Regions from separate parts of the Gossypium arboreum genome. Here region 1 is linked to region 2. A link is a contact called in public Hi-C data. All regions are on one chromosome and are shown on one strand. The core of a region is the stretch at or near the end of the contact, and the rest is flanking DNA. Distances in the headings are between cores, read along the strand shown.

Evidence for each region. A called contact is a pair of places that touch in the nucleus more often than the background predicts.
Region 1: a Hi-C map of leaf shows a contact between it and region 2, with 4 times the contacts expected there. The contact joins the promoter of LOC108479818 here to the promoter of LOC108458133 in region 2. A contact is called at or near these places in 2 of 5 Hi-C or Micro-C datasets (both in leaf).

What each region holds. Positions count from the first base shown.
Region 1 is chr8:91,738,648-91,745,397 of ASM2569848v2, reverse strand. LOC108479818 reads right to left here and starts at 4,655. Exons shown (of 6, transcript XM_017782626.2): 1 at 2,150-4,655; 2 at 1,709-1,978; 3 at 1,439-1,612; 4 at 1,238-1,344; 5 at 778-1,112; 6 at 1-302. The coding sequence starts at 2,302. It overlaps LOC108479035 (a long non-coding RNA gene), which reads left to right and starts at 3,552. Exons shown (of 4, transcript XR_008287078.1): 1 at 3,552-3,677; 2 at 3,747-3,882; 3 at 4,081-4,446; 4 at 4,551-4,966.
Region 2 is chr8:91,183,744-91,190,734 of ASM2569848v2, reverse strand. LOC108458133 reads right to left here and starts at 4,406. Exons shown (of 5, transcript XM_017757407.2): 1 at 4,147-4,406; 2 at 3,128-3,321; 3 at 2,027-2,111; 4 at 1,173-1,238; 5 at 695-1,067. The coding sequence starts at 4,230. The coding sequence ends at 975.

The DNA.
Region 1 (6,750 bases), core at 3,406-5,905, 550 kb before region 2:
TGTTGTATTGTCCTTTTGCAAAAGACAACACAGAGAATTCACCCTTGACATGAGGGATTTCTCATCAGAGGCTGTTGTAAATTGAGTGTCACTAAGAAGGTATTGTGCAATATCCTCCAGCATTTCCTGGCAGTCTGGTCTATTTTCAGAGGATGGATTTTCGGAGGTCATGTGTTCTGAAAGACGGTGTCCAATGTGGTTCATAAGATCACTCATGGACATAGAAGGGTGAAGTCCCGGCACTTTTATCTGGTCCCAATTTCTAGGCCCCTTTGAATCCACTGCTTCACAAACTCCGCTTCCTTCAATGGCACAAGAGTCTATTACTAATGTGAATTGAGAAATTAACTAGACAAGAAGCAATGCTAAGGGAACATCTTTCTACTCAGCTAGAACTATAAATCTAATCCCAAAAAAGAAAAAGGAACAATATTAATGCACATACTAAATCCAACAGGGACCAAACAAATCAAATAGCATGCATATGCAGCCAATATATACAATTTTCTTAAAAAAAATAAAGGCTACTGTGTTCTTTACGCTGCTCTGCTGCCTATATCAGCATCAACACCACCACTAACAAAAAGATTCATAACATCAAGCCTGTGTAAAATCATTTTTAACAATAAAATGCAACTTCCTATGAGATCACACATTGCACCAAATTAAGCACTGGACTTAGAAAGGAGTAAATAGAAGAGATTACAAAAGGACGACATAACATAAAAACTTTATGCATGAGCACATCAACAACAAATTCTGAGCTCCTGATTGTACCTGAACTGGGAGATGGAGCCTCCCTAGACATATTTTCCGAGGTTATGGCAGCAGAATCCCCTTTCTCAATCTCCAAAGACGAGGAGTGAGCTGCAACAGGTGATGCTATATTCTGGAAGCCAGAGCTAGTAGATCCTTTACCAGTCTCCCCTTGGCCATAGTCATGCCCTTTAGGTTCACTGGGATCCTCAAAAACAGAACTTCGTGATTCAAAGTACGGTGAATCCAAAATTATCTCTGGCTGTCTGCTTAAACAGTTCAAACGCATATCACATTGGACCAGTTTTTCAAAATGTTTGTTTAACAACCCTTGGGGACACTGCAGAAAATGTTGCCTGCAAAGTAGCATTACAAAATTTTATTAGCAAATTAGCCACATAACCCTATGCAAACAACTAACGTAAATTCAGCTTGTATTTCCACAAAAAGGGAAAAAGAATAAAATATACATCACTTTTACCTATGTATGCTAGCTTGACCATCAGTAAAATCTGAAGTTGTCTGCCATAAGGTGTGTTTTCTAGGCTGCGGATTAGTCTCCCGGAAGAAAAGGGGCTGTCTAGCCAGCTGCATAATTACAGGCACACATAATTGTTGCAGGAAAACTAAAAAGGAGATTGGAAACTCAAAAGAATATCATACGGAACATAGGAAAGTTTACCACAACATTCAAAGTCCCGGGTCCATTATCAGGACAATTTGCCTTAAGACCCATAATATCCGACCACTGTATTTCAATCTTACTCTTAAGCCCACCTTCCAACACCTCCCAGACAAGCTTATGCTTTGCAAAATAACACTTGGCCACTAAATCACCTTCATACCTCGACTTATACTGCAAAAATAACCAAGTAAGCAATTCTTCAGCTACTTGACCCCCCAAAATGAATGTATTTAATAAAATAAATGAATAAAAAATAATAAAAGGTACCTCCCAGTGGCCGATTCGAAGAATGGAAGCTGGAAAATTTGAGGCTTTAAGCTTATCGGTAGCGGCAACAGCTTTACTCTCCTTTTTGACACCAGAGTTCAAGCTCTCAGCTTGGGCGGCTGAGCTACCGCTTTGGGATTGAGAGAGGCGCATTTGGATCAAATCCAAAAGTGAAGGACTCTTCCTTAGCTTCAAACCAAGTGGACTCGGCTCATCCAACGGGTTGTATTGCGCTGGCGGGATCGGGAAAGCATTGCCATCGGAGCTCCACTGACAAAATATATATACCCAGAAATGAAATCTTTCAGATTTCAAAGCTCTAAAATAAAAGCTCTTATTCTTATCTAAATACTTTAGATCTCTCTCCAAAATAGGGAGAGTTTTTGTTTATATATTTATTTCATAGGGAAAAAAAAAGGAAATTTGAAGGGAAAATAATACCTGTTGAAGATTTGGAGAAAGTTTGGATCGTTTATTAACAGGGCCATGTTCTTCCTCTAATGAATCCTCTACGATCTCCAATTTCACCGGCGCCTTGTCCCGGCACGCTTCGGGTTCCGCCGTAGGAGTTCCCGATCTCATCAACTGCACCATCCAATCTAAGCCAAATCCCTATTTTCCCAACACCAACCGAAAAAATGCCGGAAAACCTAGCTTTAAAGTTTTTTTTTTTTTTTTTACCTCTAATCAAAATTTAAGGAACGAGAGCAAATTTCGGAGATTCCGAAACCCTAGAAGTTACTTTGGAGAAATCTAATTAATGGAGTTAAAATGGGGGTAAGCGGATCCTTTTTGGCGGCGAGCACGTGCAAATCCCGCGTTGTTTGAGCCATCGCACGTGTAATAAAGTTCGCGATTACTTTAATACCCTTAGTTGTGGCAATTATTGGGGTTAGAGTTAAGGCTATTTTGGGTACTCTGGGAGAAAAGGGTAGCATGTGCTGGCAGACATGTAAACACATAAACGGATAATATGCGGGGCCCACAAAGTTAGGATTTCTTTTAAATGACGGCGGTGGTTTGGTGCTGTCTTACACGTGGCGTAAGATCCGACGGTAGCTTCTAGCATATTGCTTTCAAGGTTGACACGTATACTGTTCATTGGATGCCTAGTACAAAATGGTTAATACGACGTTGATTTGTTTTTCTTTAAGGGCCGTTTAAATATTTTATTTAATTCTTATTAAAAAGTAATGTAGTAAAAAAATAAATTTGAAAAACTAGGCTTACATTAAACAAAACAAAGAAATGAGGTCCACTACAAAAATAAACAAAAACCAAGCAAACACAAAATGAAAACCAAACAAATCAAATTCTAAGAAAGCTAAGTATATGGGCCACGTAGCAAATGAAAACTGAGGTGAGCAGATATCAAAAGTTGGATCGCAGCAGAAGCAGCTAGAAAACAAAACATCTAACAAGAAAAAAAAACCAGACAGGCTAGCACACAGACTTCAAGCACAAATAGAAATAGCGACCATCCAAACAAGGGCACAGAGACATCACCGGAGCGAAGAGAAATTCGTCGAAAACCAATATGAATCCTCAAGCGCTACCAAAAGAAACAACAGAAAACCTACGAAAAATGCTCCCCACTCCCTCTCCACTTCTCATTAAATGCATTACAAATCGGATAGATGATCACACTCCACCACCCGTTGTGTAAAATCGGAAACACCCCTGCACACATAAGAGCCCATCCCTGCTTTCAAGCCTTCTTTAGCCAACAAATCAGCCATAGTATTACCCGAGTGAAGGAAATGCCAAAAGTCACACCTGTAAAAATATCCTGCCCAATGTTTTATGTCTCGAATATAAGCGCCGATGACCGATAGATCAAGCTGGGAAGATTGGACCTTATGAATTACCATGAGGGAGTCACCTTCAACAATCACATCTGGGAAATCAAGAGCCAGGCCCAAGTGGACCGCATGAAGACAAGCAATGGCCTCAACTGCAAAAGCAGAAGGTATATGTTTACAAACCACCATGTGCAAAGCCAATATAGTCCAATGGTTATTTCTGATAACAACTCTAGTGCAGGATGTCCTGAAAGGGGAATGAAAAGCCGCATCAAAGTTGATTTTCAAACAGTATTCGTCCAAGGGTCACCACCGCTCATCCCTAATCGGGCGCCCAAGAAGCTTCACCTATGCCACATCCAATTCCGGAAGGTAAGTATCAACCTTTTGAATTAAAATATGCATTTGTATAATAACATTTTTGTAAACACGATGATTCCAAGCATTCTAGATAAACCATAAGGCACACACAACTTTCCTGAAAATTGTGATAGGGTAAACTTGAATAATGTAAAACAACCAATCTTGCAAGCATGCCTCCAAAAGCTCACTAGGCCAGGTTATGTATAGGTCCACCCAGATACCAGTAACGGAGGGACAGTCACAGAAGATGTGCTCCAAAGTTTCAATAGCCGCCAAGCACCAAAGCATAGTCGTCGGTTGTACAGATTAAAGAAACTAGGGATGATATTGCGAAATATATGCCATGTTGTAATTTTTATCTTAGAAGATAGTTGTAAATTCCATAATCTTGTAAAGAATGGCTTGTATATGTCATAGTCACTAGATGGGCTCGAGCGATGAAGTAAGCAATAGACACTATGAACCGAGTACTCCCCCGAAACTTCCTCCCCTCATACCAAAGTATCATCATGAGCCTCCCATGCGAGAAGAATACAGAGGACCTTCTCCACAGTAGCATTAACCAAAACAGTGGTAAGTAATGCCTCATTCCATTATCTAGTATCATGGTTAACAAGCTCAACAACTAGCATATCAGGTGAATTAATCCATTGAATCTATAAATTGTGACAAGGTAGGCCGTGGATCCATGCATCATCCCTGACTCAGATACGATAGCCTATACCCACACGTTAGCTCAGCCCAAAATTCAGCAAACCTTTAGCAACCCAAATGTTTTTCCAAAGGTAAGAAAGGTAAGATCCCAACTCAGAATTCATAAAATCACATTGCGAATAGTATTTATGCTTAAGAACACACGCAACCTATGAATTCAGATTACTAACTAAACGCCAACCTTTCTTAGCCAAGAGAACAACTTTAAATTGAGCTAATTGTTGGCAACCCATCCCACCCAAATCTTTTGAATCACACAAAGATGACCAATCACACCAATGGATGCCCCTACGTCCATCATATTTCTTCCACCAAAATCTACTTAGAATTCTCTCCAAGTCTAAGCAAAAAGAAACAGGTAATTAAAAACATAACATAGCAAAATTGGGAATAGCATACACGACATTCTTAATAAAGACCTCTGTTCCATCCTAAGAAAAAGATCATACACACAAATTTTTAATCTTATTGTGCAAGTGGTCTTTTAAATGCTAAAACACCCTCTTTTTATTCCTCCCTATGATAATTGAAAAACCCATATGCCTCTCAGGCTCAGTAGGAATACGGAGCCCCAAAAGAGGTCGCAATCCGCACTTCCTCAACATTAGAGCTAAAATAGATGACTGACTTGTCAAAATTCACACATTGACCAGAGGAACTCTCATAATCTTTCAAATTTTGTTTCAACACCGAAGGCCCTCCTTCGGTTGCCTCCTAAAAAAGGATGTAATCATCCGTAAATAATAGATGGGATATTGGAGGACCCCCGACTAATAGTGGCCTCCTTTACCAGATCATTTTGAAGTGTCGATCACATAAGGGAAGGCAATCCCTCACAACAGAGAAGAAATAAGAATGGGCTAAGAGTCTCACATTTAACACCCTTTACCCTTATTCGACACTAGAATAGGGTACGAGGCATTACCGGACTTGAACATAAACAAACATACAAAACCAAGACGAAAATTTTCATCCAAATTTAAAATTCTCATTTACATTCACATCGTCCCTAAAACGAACCTACGAGGCCCCCAACATGCATTGGAAGCGGTTTGAGACCAAATTGAAGACTTTGGAAATTTCACAACACTTAGATAAATTTTCTTATTTTAAGAGACATAGGCCCGTGTGGCTTGAGACACGCCCGTATGGGCAGGCTGTGTGGTCACACACGCCCGTGTCCTTAACCCGTGTAACTCTCTATTTGTCATCTAAGAACAAATAGAAGTCACACGGGCAAGGCACACGCCCGTGTGTTTAGGCTGTATGGGCGATTTAATTTTTATAATTTTTCATAAAATAGGTGTAGACTTCACACACCCAGGGCACAGCCCGTACCTGAGGCTGTGTCATCCACACAGCTGAGACACACGCCTGTGTGCTCATACTGAGCATTCTGTTTTGCAACAATTAATGTACAGGGGACACACGGCTGGATCACACGCCCATGGGGCGAGCCGTGTGTCACACATGGCTAGACACACACCCATGTGTCTACCCGTGTGGACAAGAATAAGGCTATTTTACAAGCCATATTGTCACCCTTCCATGCACAAATCTACACAACAAAACATAACACCATTCCAAGTATATACATTCAACCAAATCAGCAACAACCAACGCATCAATACCTCATTCACATACTATCATTTATCATACACAAACATCACATATATTTCAACTCAAATCATACAATTTTCTACATCCATGAAAGACATCATCATATGCATATATACTTAAATCAATATTAGCCAATTTCAATGGCCATTTACAAAATGAATTATCAACCATTATAAGCCAACACATTTGGCCAATCAATTATAACACAAAATAAAATGACCAAGTCCCTATACATGCCATAACTCAAAATGTTCAAATCATTGGTACCCAAAATAATAGGTTGATAGTGTGACTAGATCTCCGACAATCTCCGATCCCCGAGCTGGCTTGGTGACATTATAAGACAAGGGAAAAGAAACATGAGTAAACTTTAAAGCTTAGTAAGTTCCCATGTAAATAATAAGCATTATAAAATCACATTTAACATACAATTAACTTGAAGTAAATTAACATAAATGTCATTATAAATCTTACAATCCAACTTAATCACAACCTTACCAAGAGATTTATCACATATCAAGCTCATTAAGTATGAGTTTTATG
Region 2 (6,991 bases), core at 3,157-5,656:
TATTTTTTTTCCTTTGAGATAAGAGAATCTTGACATTCCATTTAATTTATTCAAGTGTTCTTTTTTAAATAAAAGGACCATATTCTAAATTTTTTTTTAAATTTTCGACAATAAAACATTAGTTAATCAATTAAGTACTAATTTTGAACGTTACAAGAGTATTAACCCTTCTTCATACGTAACCGACTCCCGAACCTTTTTTTTCTCGAATTTCATAAACCAAAATCATTATTTTAATAAATTAAAATATTTTATTAAAATAATCAATCTCAAGATGATCCGATCACACATCGAAAAAAATCGATAGCGACTCCATTTTTATTTTTAAGTCGACTCCTATTTTTCAATTTAAAAATGGTCTCGACAACCACTTTCCCTAGGCTGCAATCAACCAACTTAATGTTCCAAAGCATCAATTAAAGCAATCTTGGCATCCTTTAATTTGCCAGCTAATTGCACGAAAAACATAAACGGTAATCTACACCACAGGTCATACCTCACTCAATTATTGCATCCAATTATAATTTTTTTCTTTCAATATTAATCTCATTATAAATTTTTATCATTTTTACTCTTTTTGATACAATTTACTCTTTTTGATACAATGACTAAAACCACCCATAGTCTCTCCCCAACCCTTAAATAGGAATATGTCCTACACTAGCAACAATGCCAATATCAATCAAACTAAGACTTAATCGGCAACTATCAACTTTTTTTTTTTTTAATTTGGTCACCCAAAGTACCCAAAAATAAATAAATGATTCCGAGTACAAGGGGCTTGGAATTAGATGAAGCTTCTCAGTTTTACACATCCATTAGGAACAGAAGAACTATTTGATGCTCACGCTAACCACTACAACATGCTTTCCTCAAACTGTGGTCTTAACTTTTCAAATATCAAAGAAACATCGGAAATTATCAAATGAACTCCTTTCAGCCAAGAGCTTACTCTATTCATTTCACTGTTAAACTCACCTATTCCGTGTCTTGACCAACTTTGGCCTTGAAGCCTTCTTTTCCATCTTTTCTCTTTTCTTGCGAGTCTTTTCATCTTCCACCTCTCCCTAATTAACACAATCGTAAAAAGAAACCAAAAACCAAAACAATGTTAATATATGAATTTTAATATAGCCTTTCAGATGATATAAGGATAAGAAGGTGTGGAATACCTCTGAGCCTAATGATAAAAAACCTCTAATGAACCCAAAAGATTTGTATGCTCCAAATGCCGGTATCTGAAAAGCATCAACTCCATAATGTTATGTCGTCGTCATCCCCAAAGTGAGTTTCAATAAATTCCACAAAATTACGAGTTTTTCAGCTTAGTTATATTAGCATAGAGCTTTCTATTACCAAACAGTTCTTAAAGACTCACATCACCTGAAGATCCTAAATAACAATTCCTTTACTTTTTCATCATAAAAGAAACACCTAAACATATCAATCCTAGAAATGAATATCAATATTATAGAAGAAACTGTCAACAGAAAATCATCTCTTGAGAAACTCATGAAAAATGATCCCTCTACTAATAAGGAAAGCATTGTGGTCAGGTGGGACCATCATGCTCACTAGATAAGAATGTCTCTAGTAATTGGAGCCAGTAAAATTTAATAATGGGACAGCTACCCTTTGATGCACAAGTCTGACAGAAGGGAGATGATTGAAAGCTAAAATTTAATCGCTTTAGAGATCTTTAAACAATACTACCATTCCACTATACTGCGATGGACTTTATTTACTTAACCAAACAATGAACAGAGGATGACAACAGAAATGGAGCTCCTTTACCAAAATTAGATTCTCCTATTTAAATGAAATCATTTCTCTCTTTTATTCTTTTTCCCAGATATTTTGACATCTCTTTCTTCAAATTCCTTGAAAAAGAAGACTATTAAAGCATATAAGCAATAGGCGAAATCCCTCCAGAAACTATAAAGAAAGCTATTCCATTCCAAAAGAAATCAAAGGATGGAAGTATCAGACCAACTTTCCATGTGCAAAATAAGTAAATAGAACTTACCACAAAATATGTATACCAAAACTTGTCAGAGATGATGGACATCAGTTGCACAAAACTTGTAATGTAGATGACATCATGTAAATAGCTGCAAGAAGTGAGCAACTCTAAGTCGGAAATATTCAATGCATGCAGAAAACAGAATTCAGATCTTAAGACCATATATTGGATAAATTCATAATGTCAACATATAAACAACAATATTTGAACTGTTAAACCGTACCATTGAGTTCATAGGTAAAAGAACTTTATTGGCAGATAAGAAAATTAAGAATATCTGACTTCTAGTTGTTTCTCTACAGAAGGGTTCTCTTCATCCCTTCCCCCTCTTCTTATTTTTAAGTGTTTGAATCAAGTAGGATGATTTTCATCTTTTAATAATAGTTATATTCCAAACACAATCATCATGATTATGGTGGCATGGACTTTATTCATAAGCAACAAAAGAAATCTATCTCTTCCCCACAATAAACATACAGTCTTTCTATATTAAGATTCACATTATATCATAGCTAATCATAGCTACCCAAATACAAGAAAAAGATCCACATTAAAGGGAGAAAAGTAGAATATCTCCAATAAACATGTAAAATAACTCAGCAGTTAAAGAAATAGGAAAAGAATAAGGGAAACCTAAATTCACAATCTAAGAACTATATTTCTTTCATTCTGCCAGCCACTTCTGGTAAAACCAAATCCACAGCACCATTGATGCAGCAGTAGTAGAAAAAATAGAAAGAAAGAGAATAGAATAAGGAAACAATAAGTGGAAGACACTAAATATGGGTACAAAATTTCATTAAAAAAAAAGAGAATAAAACACCAATAAGTCACCAAAAATCTAGTCATGTGAGCTATCAAAGGCTACTATAGGACCCATACAGAAATCAAGCCAAAGGAAACTAACAGTAATATTCTTCCTAAGATAAGCCTGAGGCGTGCCCCCCGTTACATGCACTGCCTCATTTACAAAGAACTTAGAATTTAATAAGAATCGTCTTTCTAACCAAGTTCCTCCTAATATTTTAATAGAATAAAAAACTAAAAACAAAACCACAAATAGAAATTAAGGTAAAAAGAGAAAAAATATTGAACAAAACTTACCCACATATTCCACCAGTACTCATATCAAATCCACCGTCAAGAAGTTCTCCATCATCAGAATAAGCAGGTTTTGCCATCTGTGAAAGTTGTTGATAGGGTATAAAGTAAGCTACAGTGGTCAAAAGTAGACCAACCCAATGTTTCCATGTGAATGAGGAATGGAAGATCAGCATCCTAACCAATACGTATACAACCTACATAAATAGAAAATTGGAACATAAATCCAATAAAATAAGATTGTTAACAAGCAAAAAAATGCAACTATGAAGACAATATAAATATACAGTACTAAAAATGCAAAACTACCCCAACTCTGTTCTTCCACATCAACTAAAAAGTAGCAACAATTGCAAGAGCTTTGATGTGGTGTGTCAAGAAAAGCTAAGACATCAGAAGCTACAAATAAAAAAAGTGCAATGTTCAAATAAAATGGGCACTGCATACTATGTAGTGCAGTTTTGTTGCTACATATTATGTAGTTTTGTTGAAACTACCAAGCTAAACACTAAGAATAGGTTCCAACTTCCAATGGTTATGATGTGTAAGATCAGCTTTGTTTACTAACCAAGCCGGCACTTAATATGCCTCCTATGTCAGATCAGTTAATCACCCAAACATTACCAGGTTATCGCTACCAGCCACAACTTTCGAAGTTGAAAATTTTCACTTTCACGGGCATGGAAAAATGCATCCACAGTAAACACATACACAGAGATGTGCAGCTGGACTATAATTGGAAGCATTTATTGGTGAGCTAAGGGTGCATTTCAAATGTGCTTAAAAACTTTAAAATTCAATTAGAAATGAATCAATGCCATCTATAGATATTAAGTTATCCATTTCCTTATTGCAATTCATAAAGTAGCATAAACATACTTGCAAAGGAAATCCTTCGAGAATCTAAGTAAATCAGAATCGAAAATTTTCAAGTAATTAGAAAACAAACAAGTGAACACTTGATTAAAGAAGGGTTTCAACGATTAGGGGAAATAATTATAAAAGAAGATGAGAGAGCGTACATTACAAGCAATGATGAGGCGGCGAAGATTGGCCATGTGGCGGGTGTTCTCTTCTTTGCGCTTCTTGGCACCTTGATTTGCCATTTCCTACCCTCTCTGGTCAACGAGTTTGACTCTGGAACCCTAACGGAGATCTGCTAGTCGAAGAAATAAGGAGGAAGGGAAAGTAAGTGATGAAGATTGAAATGAAGACGTTAGCTTCCATTTCGATCCCTTTCCACAGAAGCCCATAACTTTGAGTCAAGGCCCAACCGGTGAATCTGGTTAAAATATATGTTTTTTAATAAATGAATTTTAATTTCAAAATAATTTTTTTAGAAAAAAATAGAAACGTTCAGTTTCATGCGCTTGTGTTAACATTCCCTCACTCTAAATGTAACATAAGCTTTGATTGTACCAATTATTTTTTTTAAAATTTATTATTATCTTTAAATGAAAAACTAAGAAAAAATTATTTGAGTAAAGTTTACCTTAGATTTTTTTATTTTCATTATTGTAAAAGAATGGCATAATAATTAATTTAGCTTCTAATGTTTACTTTTTCTATTATTTTGTCCGTAATTTTTGTAGATCACTTTAGTCCTCAACCTTTAATTTTTAGTTAAATTGTTTTTTTTTAAAAGAATAATTGAACTATCAAAATTTCAACGGCAGTGCACATGTACTTTATTGTTGATGTGGATAATGTTTAAAAGAAGGATTATGAACTTTTTTTGAATTTTTAATAATTTTTATGTATTTTTAATGAAAATTATAGGAATTGCCACATGGGATATTGTGTCACCATTGTTAAAATTTTTATTAATGAGTAAATCTCTTTGAATGGTTCCGTACGGCCTCTAAGGACTAAGGTATCAAATTCATTCCAGTCATGCAACACTCCAGATATGGAGTATAGAAATTCACCTTGCTTCCTTATTCTTGACAGCTTAACTTGTCCAAACGGCAACGTCTCATTTGTCTTGGTAGCTAAGCATGGCAACCATTTATTGATTAAACTAAAGGTAATCAATCCTTAGAAATCCAGAATTTTAAATTATACAAAAGCTTTGAGAGTCTTTACTCTACTTCTTTCTTTAATCCACGAGTACAGAGGGGTAAGAAAGCTTATTGTTTCCCCAATTTCTCTACTCTCAAACATTAATTCACATGACAGCTACAACATGGAGAGCTTCCTTCAGTTACATCCTTTTCTTCTTCAGAACGACTAAAGAAGACGACGCTTTAGAGAGAAAAATTGGTAAACAGAATTGAGAAGAATTATGTTCCCACACACCTATATATATACTCCATTGGCACAGTCTCCACAGACTAGTACCACCATTCAATCCTAATCATTTTGTCTCCCACTATGCAACCAATCGGTTCCAATCTATCTAAATCAAGATTGAAATCTAACAATTCCTAACCAACCACTTATGTTTCTAAATATCTCAGCCCACAAATTTCTATTTATATACAATCGGCTCCCTGACTCTTCTTTGAGTTCGGGTCCTTAAGAGAATCGGGTGTGACACGAATTTTAGCCTATGCTAGAGAGGTTAGAACTAGTTGTAGACATGGAACATATCATGATACACAAAGCGCAAAAGTTCTGAAAACGTGGACACTAAAATGCATAACAGAATAGGAGGCACCAAAGTGCAATATCATGAATATCACGATTCACACGAAAGCTCTCGGGTTCCTATAACATGCCAACTATATCTATGAAGTTCAACACTAGACTACAAAGACACTAGAATATCATTGAATTTACATTATTTATTCACGCATGTAATATTTCATGATTTTTAAAATTTCACTACACTTTTGCATTTGTTCAATTTAGTCCTCATTTTCACAAATTAAAGAATTATTGTAAGTTTCAACTACAATAATCAAGAGATTTTATTCACTAAATTCTTGGTTCAAAATACATCATATATTTTGTACTCTCTACATCATTTTCACTTATCAAATAATAATACATAAAACTTTCACATACTTTTTAATTTAGTCATTTTTACCACGAAATTCAATATTCACTACTTAGTCACTTAAAATAAATTCTTTTCCATGTAACACTTCACTTGAATAATTCATTTAAACATTTTTATTACTTTTAGTTGTTTCTAAATATCTTGCAATTTAGCTCGTAACATAATGAAAATCCAATAATAATTATAATATCCTTCAAATTTCACCTTTAATTTAAATTCACTATTACTTAACACTTTTGTAACACTCCTAACTCGGATCCATCACCGGGTAGGATTACGAGGTATTATCGATCAATATACATCAAATAGCATACATAACTCATACATTTATGCTTTAACATAATCACATTATCCCTTATTAGGGCCTACGAGACCTTAAACATGCTTTAGAAGTGGTTCGGGACTAAACCGATAACATACAAAAATTTTGGAAACTTAGAAATTTTTCAAACATACAGGGGTCACACACCCGTGTGAATAAGCCGTGTGCCTCACATGGCTCCAAACACACTGGTGTCTCAATCCGTGTGAAAACAGGGCAAACATACTGACTTGGGTCACACAGCCAACCATATGCCCGTGTGTCTAGCCCGTGTGCCCTTCGAAGTGGCCACACGCCCGTATGCCAAGCCGTGTACTAGGTCGTGCCAAAACTGTAGGGTATACTGACTTATGCAACACAGCCAAGTCACATGCCCGTGTGGAGCATTCTGACTTCATTTAATATCAACACGAGAGGACACACGGCTGTGTAACATGACCGTGTGTCGTACACAGCTAAGACACATGCTTGTGTCTCTACCCGTATGGACAAAAATAGGCCATTTGCAAGGGCAATTTGCCACCCATTTTGCACTTACCTA